2 separate regions of the Pan troglodytes genome follow, and region 2 is linked to region 1. A link is a contact called in public Hi-C data. All regions are on one chromosome and are shown on one strand. Each heading gives the region's core, a stretch centred on a gene start, on an enhancer-like site or on the middle of the called end of the contact. The rest is flanking DNA. Distances are from core to core; before and after follow the strand shown. Region 1 overlaps VAT1L (vesicle amine transport 1 like). Region 2 overlaps VAT1L (vesicle amine transport 1 like).

The links. A called contact is a pair of places that touch in the nucleus more often than the background predicts.
Region 2: a Hi-C map of stem cell-derived neural progenitor cells shows a contact between it and region 1, with 1.6 times the contacts expected there. The contact joins two enhancer-like sites. A contact is called at or near these places in 2 of 7 Hi-C or Micro-C datasets (induced pluripotent stem cells and stem cell-derived neural progenitor cells).

Annotation. Positions count from the first base shown.
Region 1 is chr18:76,038,654-76,045,037 of NHGRI_mPanTro3-v2.0_pri, reverse strand. The region is part of intron 7 of VAT1L (vesicle amine transport 1 like); the gene reads right to left. Among named protein-coding and RNA genes, the nearest start is that of CLEC3A, 100 kb to the left of the region's middle. Within about 2 kb of position 4,882, at least 2 of the 24 cell types and tissues checked have an H3K27ac peak or open chromatin away from gene starts, as enhancers often do. A contact at or near this core is called in stem cell-derived neural progenitor cells, where this site is marked.
Region 2 is chr18:76,109,675-76,115,363 of NHGRI_mPanTro3-v2.0_pri, reverse strand. VAT1L (vesicle amine transport 1 like) reads right to left here. Exons shown (of 9, transcript XM_001139539.8): 8 at 27-110. Among named protein-coding and RNA genes, the nearest start is that of CLEC3A, 30 kb to the left of the region's middle. Within about 2 kb of position 4,168, at least 9 of the 24 cell types and tissues checked have an H3K27ac peak or open chromatin away from gene starts, as enhancers often do. A contact at or near this core is called in stem cell-derived neural progenitor cells, where this site is marked.

The DNA of each region.
Region 1 (6,384 bases), core at 3,633-6,132:
CCACCTGCTCTGATAGGAGACTAAGTAAGAGGCACTTGATAGGACCCAGGTAACAATTCTTTTGAATGATTCTGTGACTAATGGAGGAAAAGCAGCAAAAAATGCATTAAATACTAACTAAAAGGTAAACTATGGGCCAGGAACGGTGGCTCACGCCTGTAATTCCAGCACTTTGGGAGGCGGAGGCGGGCAGATCACATGGTCAGGAGATCAAGACCATCGTGGCTAACACGGTGAAACCCCATCTCTACTAAAAAATACAAAAAATTAGCCGGGCGTGGTGGTGGGCGCCTGTAGTCCCAGCTACCCAGGAGGCTGAGGCAGGAGAATGGCATGAACCCAGGAGGCGGAGCTTGCAGTGAGCTGAGATGTCGCCACTGCACTCCAGCCTGGGTGACAGAGCAAGATTGTCTTAAAAAAAAAAAAAAAAGGTAAACTACTGGTCACACACCTACCACCATCTTGTTTGTATATCTCAACATCAGCCCCACCTCTGAGCCCTCTGGCTATCACTTGCTGTGTCTTCTCCCATTCCAGTCCTCATTCACCTTTTGAACTTGATGCTTGCCAACCATGAACTTCCTCGCCCTTGCTCTGTCAATGATGCTGACCCAAAGCAAATGCCTCTTGCATTTTGCTGTGACTCTGTGTCTCTGCTTAGAAAAGCATCATAACATGCCCTTAATTTGCTCATAAAGGCTCATGAGCAGACCTGGGGCATTTATAATGACAACTGGTTGCAGGGGGAGTGGTGGTCAGAGAAGGAAAAGATGAATGGGAGTAAAGCCAGGAATGGGGTACAGTCTGACAATAACAATGGTTTTGTTTAGGGTGGCACAATTATGGGCAATATTTTTGCCTTTTTTTTCTATTTTCTTTTTTTTTTTTTTTCAAGACACAGTCTCACTCTGCTGCTGAGGCTGGAGTGCAGTGGCGCGATTTCAGCTCACTGCAACCTCTGCCTCCCGGGTTCAAGTGATTCTCGCGCCTCAGCCTCCTAAGTAGCTGGGACTACAGGCAGCTACCACCACGCCCGGCTAATTTTTGTATTTTTAGTAGAAATGGGGTTTCACCATGTTGCCCAGGCTGGTCTCAAACTGCTGACCTAACCTGATCCCCCCCGCCTTGTCCTCCCAAAATGCTGGGATTATAGATGTGAGCCACCTTGCCCGGCCCTTTTTTCCTATTTTCTAAATGTTGTATATTGTAGTTATATATTTATATAGCTTATTTTAATTGCTATATAGAAAAAATTATGCTGGGAGAAAGGGCAAAATAAGCACATAAGCAAAGCTCACAAATACACAGATATACGCAGACACACAAATACTCATATGATCTCCGGAATAAGGAATGTGGCTTGGATTTCCAGCTCTACTACCTTGTGCAAATTACCTTACTCAGTCTATGTTTATAACACACACATATCTATGTAATGAACATAACACCTGTCCTGCCTATCTCTGTGGTTTTACTATGGGGCTTCATCCCCACAAAGGCAAGTAAATGCTGTGCAAATAGAAGGTGTAGAGTCAGGTATAGCCTCTTTGAATTGTCGCCTCTGCACTTCCAGCACAGCCTTGCATATGGTGTAGCTTGGGAAGTAAACATGCTCATGTAGAGTATGTCCAACTGCCAAACAATAAAAATGCAATGAAATTGGAGCGTAACTAGTTGGTAATTTGTAGCCATTTGGGTGAGGCTGAAAGGGACATGGTGAGGCTCAAGTACTGGCCTTAAAGTCAAGGGAATCTGTGCTACTACTTAGTAGAGTTGTGTGTCTTGGAGAACGCATCCGCTGTCCGCATCTCGGTCTTCTTATCAACCCTGGAAAGGTTGGGTGAGCATCACGTGGTTTTCAGCTCCTGGTCATGGGAACAGAGCTCAATCACCACATCCCCATCCTCACTCAGTTGGTGTCTGTTGAGCAAACTCACTGAATGATAACACGTGTGAAGGTGCTAGGGAAGCTATGAAAATGACACACATTTTGGAAGGGAAGTGGAAAGGAAGAAGCAAGCTCAAGTTGTATCAAGCACCCACTCTGTGGCATTTCCATACACAGCATGCAGTTTACAGCTTACACACTGCTTGCAATAGACTTTGAAACAGGCAGGAAGAGCAAGGGTTACAGATGCAGAAAGGTTTGAGATGCAGTGTCACCTGTCTAATCACAGAAGGTAGGAACTGATGAACCAGGGTGTTCAAGCCAATCTCTCCACTGCAAATCAGGATGCCTGACGGGGCAACCAGGTTGAAGAGCTCAGGACAAAGTCATCGCCGCTCCTGGAGGGGGTTGAGGCCTTGGTGACAAGCACAGCTTCAGGAGAGAGCCAGTCTGAGAGTTGAGTTTTGGCTCCACTACTTTTTGTTTGTGTAACCTTGACCAGGTCACTTAATGCTCTAAGCCTCAGTGCCCTCATCTGTAAAATGGGGGCAATAATAGTTCTTTCCCTACAGGATTGCCAGGAGTCTAGATGAGCTAATGCGTGTAAAGTGCTCAGCACAGTGCCTGGCTCTGGGCAGATATCACACTGTAGCCATGATTGCGCCTTTGTCATTTGTCCATGGCTCTGCTGGCAGCTGCTCACTTAGAGTTTATTAAATGACTAACTGGAGCGTGGCACTTTCCTGGCAGAACCTCCCAAAACAAGCTAACAGTTTAGTAATCAGAGACTAGATGGTTGGAGGGTTAGAGGAATGCAAACACCAGCATGTGTTTATCATTTGTGCTGTTCAGAGCTTCTGTTCCATAAAGCAGCTCCCACAGTTGCCTTTGGAAATGAGTACAAGCACGAGGAAAGGGCACTGGTAAGCCTGTTTGCACCACAGCAGTAGCACATCAGGGAGGAAACCAGCTCTGGGAGGTTTGACTGCAAGGTGATGGAAAGGCAGGGCCCCACCCAACCCACCCCTTCTGATCTGGTAACAGAGGCTGGCTCGTACTGGGTGCCAGGGCATGCCTTAAGCCCTGCACACACAGCCTCATGATATTTCCACAGCAATCCCACAGAGGAGGCCCTGCTATCATCTTCATTTCACAGATAGCAAAGCAAGGCTTAGGAAAGAAATGAAGCCACTCTCCTAAGAAATCACAGCTATAACTGGAGGAGGGGAGACTTGAACTTAATCTGGAGTTTGCCCTTTTAACCCTCATGCAAAATTTTATCTCTTTAGCCCTTTATAATTTGCAAGGCATCTCCCGTTTTTGATCGTATGTGACTCACAGTTTGTTATGGATATAACTATGTCCCTCCCCTCTTTTCCAAATATTTATATGTTGAAATCCTAACTCCCAGCAACTCCACCGCAACCTTATTTAGAAATGGAGATTATGGAGATGTAATTAGTTAAGATGAGATTATACTGAAGTAGGGTGGGCCCTAATCCAATACTAGTGTTCTTATAAAGTGGGGGAATTTTGGAGATAGATGCCCACAGAGGGAATGCCTTGTGAAGATGAAGGCAGAGATAGAGGTGATGTGCTTATAAGCCAAAGAATGCCAAAGATTGCCAGACCTAAGAGAGATGCATGAAACAGATTCCTTCATGACCCTCAGAAGGAACAGACCCTGCAGACACTTTGATCTTTACACTTCCAGCCTCCAGAACGCGGAGACAACACATTTCTGTTGTGTAAGCCCCTTGGCTTGTGGTACTTTGTTACAACAGCCCTAGCAAACTCATACACAACTGTTTTGGGAAATAAAGTCAGCTGTTCCTATTTTATAGGGGAGGAAAAGGAGGAAGAGAAAAATGAAGTGCTACAGGACAAACCACTAGGAAGTGGAAGGGTTAAGAAACCCAGTTTGGGCTGGGCGCAGTGGCTCACACCTGGAATCCCAGCACGTGGGGAGGCCGAGGCCAGTGGATCACCTGAGCTCAGGAGTTCGAGACCAGCCTGGCCAACATGGTGAAACCCCGACTCTGCTAAAAAATACAAAAATTAGCTGGGCATGGTGGCTGGCGTCGCCTGTAATCCCAGCTACTCAGGAGGCTGAGGCAGGATCATTGCTTGAACCTGGGAGGCAGAGGTTGCAGTGAGCCGAGATTGCACCATTCCACTCCAGCCTGGGTGACAAGAGTGAAACTCTGTCTCAAACACAAAACAAAAAACAAAACCAGTTTTTTGGACCAAGAATTTGCCCCCATCCAATCAGACCTGCTTCTGCACATTATAATATGCCTCGTGTCAGCAGAGTGGTTTACAGTGTACAAGAGTTCACCACATATGGACTCAGTTGATTGCACAATAATCATAAATCCTATGCAATAACAAGGAACATGGTAGTATCCCCATTTCTAATGGAGGAAACTGATGCTCAGACCGAAGTGTGGATTCCAGAGGTGGGGGTAGTGGTAATATCCACAGCATGTTTATCTGCCAGGATGTGACCTTTTACTCATGCATTATCTGATTTAAATGTATGTCCCAAGATTCAAGAATCTTGGTCTGCAGCACAGTTATCTACTTAGTCTAGCAAATAAAGAATCTGTGATTAACATATCAGTACAGATATCTTGGAAAAATCTTGAAACTGGTCCTCTGTTGCCTTTCTGCAAATAAGATATATTAAGTAATTTCTCCATCAACCTCAAAGGCAAATAGAAACTTTCCAGTCTTTGGAAACAGCAGAATCCTGGTCTGTGTCCTTTAAAACACAGCCAAGGGCAGTGTGAGTTGACTCTGTCCCTGGCTCACAAGGAAATCAAGTTTTGTGAAGTATTTTCATCTGAATGACAGGCGTAAAGGCAAGGACGAGCATTTTCTTTGTAACAGGAATGTATTCAGAGCTGAGCTCCCAGACTCCTAACAAGGAGTGCTGAGCTGTGAATAAGCCTAATTCTGCAACACGCTGGTCTCCTGGTGTAGATGAAGTTGTCTGCTTAGAACCTTGATGGGAGATGCTGCACCAGGCTGATGAAAATGCATGCCCTGAGGCCCCAGAAATCTTTCGCAGGGCATATCCTGTGTTCTCCTCCCTTGGCACCTTGCCAAGAGTCCCTGACCTGAAATATCTCCACTCTCTGGGGGAAATGCATTTGCAATGCCCTGTAATGACAGCTAATGTTGAGCACTTACTCTCTGTCAGTCATTAAGCTAAGTACCTTTTGTACATTAGGTCATTTAATCCCTCTAAATAGAAACCGAAGGAAGGTAGCATTATTCTCTCCATTTTTCACAGGAAATTGCCCATGCACATGTCAATGAGGGAGGCAAGCCCATGGGATCTAAAAGCAGTACCTCCTAACTCAGGGTTGGGATAATGGCAAGAGGGAGGAATGGTTTTACGGAAGAGTCGACACCAGGGCTGAGTCTTAAAAGGTGACCAGGAATTTTGCAGGAGGACAAGGACGAGGGAAGGGCATGCAGGCCAAGTTAACAACTGGAACAAAGGCAGGGAGGTGCAGAGTCTCAGGTTTCTGAAAATCACAGTGGTCCAGTAAGGCCAGAGGGATGGGTATATTCCGGCGGTTGGCGGGAATTCCTCCTATCCCATTTCCTCTCCCCTCTATTCAAGGTCAGCCTCCCCATCACTCTGTGCTCAGCCTGATGAACCTTTTTTCTGTCCTTGAATGTGCCAACCTCCATCTTTCTCTCCAACTTCCAGGCCTTTGCCCAGGCTGTGGCACAGGCCTGGATCTCACCCCTGCCCAGCTCTCTTCCTCCAGGCTTCGTTTCCTGCTTATATAATTGTCTGACTGTTCACTTCCACCATCCTGGCTGCCCCTAAGCATAGGCCCAGGCTTTCTCACTTGCAACTGTGTTTGCAAAGCCTGGCCCGGTGCTTGGCGCACAGCAGGCAGGCACTCTGTAAGCATTTGTTGAGTGGCATTAGTGGTATGTATTAGTTTCCAGTTGTTGCTACAATAAATTACCTCAAATTTACTTAAAACTACAAAAATTTATTCTCTTACAGTTCTGCAAATCAGAAGCCTGAAATTGTCTCTTTAGGGCTAACATCAAGGTGTCAGCAGGGCTGGCTCCTTAATTTTTGTGCCTTTTCTGGCTTCTACAGGCTCTTCCCATTCCCAGTATCACATCACCCTTCTTCCTCTGCTTCTGCCATCGCATCTGCTCCTCTGACTCCAACCCTCCTGCCTCTCTCTTACAGAGGCCCTTGTGATTGTATTGGATCCATCTGCATGATCCAGGGTATTCTCCTTGTCTCAGAATCTTTCATTTAGTCACACCTGCAAGGTCCCTTTTGCCATATGAGGTAACATGTTCAAATATTCTAGGGATTAGGATGTGGACATCTTTAGGGGGCCATTATTCAGCCTGTCACAGATGAATACACTGAGGCAGAGCTGTGCCTTAATTTCTTTGGTCCATTGGGCAGCTCAGAGCAGAGCTGGGTGCAAGGGCATGGCAGGGCCTGG
Region 2 (5,689 bases), core at 2,919-5,418, 71 kb before region 1:
AACAGACTCCTCTGCTTTTCACTCACCAGTGGAGTTGGGGTCTTTTCTACATCCAGAATTAACTTGCCAATGTTCCCTCGGTCGTGAATCCGCTGCATGGCCTCCTTCACCTGCGCGAAAAGGTGAGAAACAGAGGTGCTGGTTAGGCGAGATGTTCCCCAGTTAAAAATGGGGCCTGGAAAACTCAAACTGTCAAGTGACCACCAGAGGGCGCTGCGGCTCAAGTTTAGTGGCTAAGAGGTTGATGTTGGACTTTGGGGTGCAACTACATTCTGGTTGTGCCATTCACACACACTGATCTTGTGCAAACATCTTCTGGGTCGAAAAAGCGAGGGTGACAGCTCTTGAAATAAGTAGATGAACATTCCTTAAAAGGGTGGGGGAAGGTTCTCTGGAGTTCTCAGAATTACGTGCTGCAGGGTGGCAGGGTGCATTAGTCAGATTACATTTTGACCAATAGAGATATTTTCTGAAGGTCATTTGTGCCCTGCTTACTTCAGTGTTATTTAACTGTGACTCATAGTTGGGCTAAATTGACCCATTACTCAAGGCTGAACTGAACTCAGGAAAATTCTCACGATTCTGGTTATTGGGAGGAAATGTTGTCTCTATCTAAGTGCAGTTTCCCCTCAACACTATAGTATTCTCCCCAGGAAAGAGGGCCTCCTGTTTCTTTTCAAATGTTGGGGGCTTGCCAGGCCAACAGGTGTCTCCTGGGACCCTCTGAAACGGTAAGGTTGCGGCAGAATCCAATTTGCCTTTTGAGCCTTTCATTCTGTTGCCATGTGGAATTCCAACTGTTGAGGTGGGGTTGGGGAGGGAGGCATGAGAGTTAAATGAAATCCAGAAAGGGCGACATGGAGCTTGGTACTTGGTACAGGCCCATGCTTCACATCTCAGTGAAATCTGCGTGGAAATGCAACATCTCTTGATAAGAAAAAAAAAAAGTTTTAATAGATCTAGCCTAAATATTTTTCCTGAAGTCTCAAATGTTTAAAATTTGTGTTAATTCAGTCCAAAAATATTCATTAAATGTTGCTTCTAGCCTAGATGCTATGGTTAAACAAAATTAAAAAGTAAGATACAGTGCCTGCCTTTGAGGAACTCACCCTGTGGCTGATTGATAGAGCAGTGATTGCTTGTATGAAAACCGAAGCCTTCTACACATTTGGATAACAACTTGACACAGCTATTAAAATGTTTGTATTCTAATTGCTTTTCTGGAACTTTATCCTAAAGACATAATTTAAATTATGGGGAAAAAAACTTATTACACAAAAGATACTCAATTACAGTATTGCTTTTTATGGCAGAACATTGAAGCAACTTATATGTCCCAGAGATAAGGGGATGATTAAGTAAATAATGACTCTCACATGTGTCTACTGAAAGGAAATGATATGTGGCTGTTAAAGAAGATAAAGATATATACAGCTAATTACAAAGACTACATAGCAGAATTAAATGTTGTAATATTGCTAAATGAGAACTGACATGCATATTTAAAATATTTAATCTCTAGCTCCATAAAAACACACATATACTAAAATAACTAGAAAGGGCTATGGATATATGATAAAACATCATGTAGAAGAAATGGATGCCTTTTAACTTTAGCGTCAGTCTGGTAACATATTATCAAATCAGTATTTAATATAAATGCACTTTTAAATGCAGTCTTTGGACAACCTGGCAGTGATCGGAATCAACCCATTTTTGGGGGGACAGGGTCTTGCTCTGTTGCCTTGGCTGGAGTAAAGCGGTACAATCACAGATCACTGCAGGTTTGACTTCCTGGTCTCAAGCAATGCTCCCACGTCAGCCTACCAAGTAGCTAGGATTACTGGCAAGCGTCACCACGTGCTCAGCTAATTTTTTGCCTTTTTTTTTTTTTTTTTTTTTTTAGTAGAGATGTGGTTTTGCCATGTTGCCCAGGCTGCTCATGAACTGTTGGCCTCAAGTGATCCTCCCCCGTTGGCCTCCCCTAAGTGCTGAGATGACAGGCATGAGCCACTGTGCCCGGCCCTGATCTCTGACTAATAGTGTCATATGATTGTTAAAATTTCTTGACCCTAATACATAATTCAGTAGATTCCTTTTATTTTTGTAGTGAGCTCTGCTTTTCAAAGGTTTTCACGTTTGTTCATTATAGCTACTACCCACCGGGAATCTTCATATATTGTAGCAGACACCTTCTAAAATGGTTGTCAGTCATCCCCATTGCCTGGTACTCATCCCCTCCCCGTGAACATAGGCTAGACCTAGTGACTTGCTTCTAAGCAACAGAATAGAGCAAAAGTGATGATACATCACTTCCAAAATTAGGTAATAAAGGACCGTGACTTCCATCTTGCAGTCCCTCTTTCTCTAATTCTTGATGCTTCCTTGTTCTGATGACTCAAACTGCCATGTTGTGAGCTGCCCTATGGAGAGGTCCACATGGCAAGAAACTGAAGGCAGACCCCAGCCGACAGTCAATGAGGAGCAGATACCCTCGGTCCAAATGCCAGTGAGGAACTGAATCCTGCCAACGACCACAGAGACCTTGGAAGCAGACCCTTCCCCATTTGAGACCACAGCCCCAGCTGACACCTTTGTCAGAGGCATTTGAACCAGAGCAACTCCGTCCTGAGTGAGGGCTAGGAAAATGAGGCTGGGACTTGCTGGGCTGCATCCCCAGAGAGTTAGGTATTCCTAGCCTCTAGATGCTCACGGTTAAGGGAACAGATTGATAATGTTTACTAAACAGACCCAGACTTGGGAGTGTCCTGATAACGATATCTCGATATCTTGAGAACAGAAGCATTCCTAATTTTGCTTTAAAGATAATAATATCAGGCCAGGCATAGTGGCTCACGATCGTAATCCCAGCGCTTTGGGAGGCCAGGGCGGGAAGATCACTTGAGGTTAGGAGTTCAAGACCAGCCTGGCCAACATGGGGAAACCCCATCTCTATTAAAAATACAAAAATTAGTTGGGCGTGGTGGTGGGTGCCTGTAATCCCAGCTGCTTGGGAGGCTGAGGCAGGAGAATTGCTTGAACCCGGGAGGTGGAGGTTGCAGTGAGCTGAAATCGCACCACTGTGCAACAGAGTGCACAACCACTGTTGCCTGGGCAACAGAGCGAGACTGTCTTTAAAAAAAAAAGAATTGATTCTTGCAAAATACAGTAATTAAGAAAATTAATCCTTTATCACAAACCCTTGTAGCAGAGCCTGTCCCCATGCTCTTTTTCTTTGTTTGTTTGTTTGAGATGGAGTCTCTGTTGCCCACGCTGGAGTGCAGTGGCGTGATCTTGGCTCACTGCAAGCTCCGCCTCCCAGGTTCACGCCATTCTCCAGCCTCAACTTCCTGAGTAGCTGGGACTACAGGCGCCTGCCACCACGCCCGGCTAATTTTTTGTATTTTTAGTACAGATGGGGTTTCACCTTGTTAGCTAGGATGGTCTTGATCTCCTGACTTTGTGATCCGCCTGCCTTGGCCTCCCAAAGTGCTGGGATTACAGGCGTGAGCCACCGCGCCCAGCCCATGCTCTTTTTTTATCCTACATTTAAACAAGCATTGTACCCAGGGTGAACGTGTTCCTCCTCTTTCAGGAACTCACTACTCTGTCTCTGGCGTAGCTATTGTTTCACCACTTGACTTTCTTGAACTTGCTTTTGCTTTGCACTGTGGACTGGCCCTGAATTCTCTCTTGTGTGAGACCCAAGAGCCCTGTCTTGGGGTCTGGATCAGGACCCCTTTCCTGTAACACCCCGACTGCAGCCTTGTGAGAATCAAAGGACCAACTAAGCTGTGCCCAGATTCCCCACTCACAGAAACTGGGAGATCATAAGTGCCTCTAAGTTTGTTGGGGGTGGGGGAGTTAAATGCAATAATAGATAATATATTCTTATCTCACATACATAATTATTACCTTGCAAAATATATCCCCATTTTACAGATAATGTACCCTGATGCTCAAAAATAGAAGCAATTTACCCAAAGATTACGTAATTAATTGCGACACAATTGTGGTTGGCACTCAGGGCTGCCAGACTTCAAAACCAAAGCTCTTTCCCAGTTCTGCCTAGTCCGTACTGCTTTGTTTGACTCTCAAAGGCAAAGGAATGAGGTAGGCAGTGTCTCACGTCATGGCTCTCCAGCATTCAGTTATTTATCACCCTGGCAAGTTATTAGCATCTGAAAACTCCTTGGAGACTAGGAACAACTTTTAAGCTGCCTCTCCAGTAAGACAGAGCCCAGAGAAACTGAAAAGCTGTTTTCTCACCAGTTAAAGCTTATTGTGATGCTAGGAGAAAAAGCTCCCTGCAGGGCTGCCTCTAATCTGCATGCTTTTTGGATATTTCTTTCTGAAATGAACTGACTCCTTCAAGTCCCTTACGGAAAGGATGGATAAAGGATTAGCAGTATTTCCAAGAGGCCATTTAAGTAGCCTGACCTCCTATTCACGCTGTGTGCATTTCTATCCTCTTGTTAGGCTGCTCTTGGAGCCTTTCTCATGGCAATGTTGAAGGAAAGAAATGATACTCTTCTTGATTAATTCTTTGTTAGGCCACCATATGAGGCCCTTTGCATAAGTTGCTTCCTTTTATCCACACACACCAAGCCTCTTAGAAGTGTCTGCATCAGTTTCACAGAGGAGAAACCCGATGATAAGCGGAGTTAAGCATCACAATGATTAGCTGAGTTAAGCACCACAGTTTCACAGATAAAACATCCAAGGTTCTTGCCTCTGGTGCCCATATGAAAGGTGGTGAGAACCATGGGGGATCTGAGAGGGCAGCTTCCCCTTCCTCTGTTGTCAACACCCCAAACTGCTCTCAAATAACACCTTGGCAAAGCAAAGTCTGCACAAAAGAGACATTGCTCCCAAATTACCGTTTATAAGTGGAAGCACCCCGGCGGGGGTGACAGTGCCCAGAAGATAGTGGTGATGGGCTCCAGAAAGCTCAGTAGCACGTGGGAGACTTGTCTTCTCCGTTGGGACCACCAGAGGTGCTTTTTTTTTTTTTTTTTTTTTTAAGTACTCTTCTGCTTAAAACCCTTCCCCATTGTATTCAAGAGAACTGTCTAGTAGACCTGCATTGCCTGATACTATAGCCACTAGTCAATGTGGCAAGTGCGCATTTGAAATTTGGCTAGTAAAAATTGCCACGTGCTGTCAGTGCAAAATTCACACCAGACTTCACAGACTTAATCATCATAAAAAAGAATCCAAACTATTTCAGTAAGAGTTGTTGACATTTATTACATGTTGAAATAACAATTATTAAAATTAGTTTTTTGTAGTTTTGAAAATATGGCTAGAAACTAGAAAATTTAAAACTTTGCATGTGGCTCACATAATTCTGTGGAACAGCACTGGACTGCATGTTTCTGGAGCTGGTAACTGTTGCCTTTTCTGGCTTTATTGCTTTTCTTCACCTTTTATCACACCCTCATGTCCACCACTTACGATGTATCTGAAGTTCACTGGGCTCTCTGCACTGTGTCTCTGTACGTCCTGGGTCCCTTCCTGGAGTGCCCTGGTCCTGAGCTACCTTGGCTTTGTCTTGCTGTTGTTGACTTGGATGTGAGCTCTTCTAAGTATTTGCCCTCCACCCTCAACCTCACAGTCTCGCCCAAGCACTTACCCCTTCACACCTCAGTTGGCTAGTGATGTCAACCTTACCCCAGCCTTGTAAGTT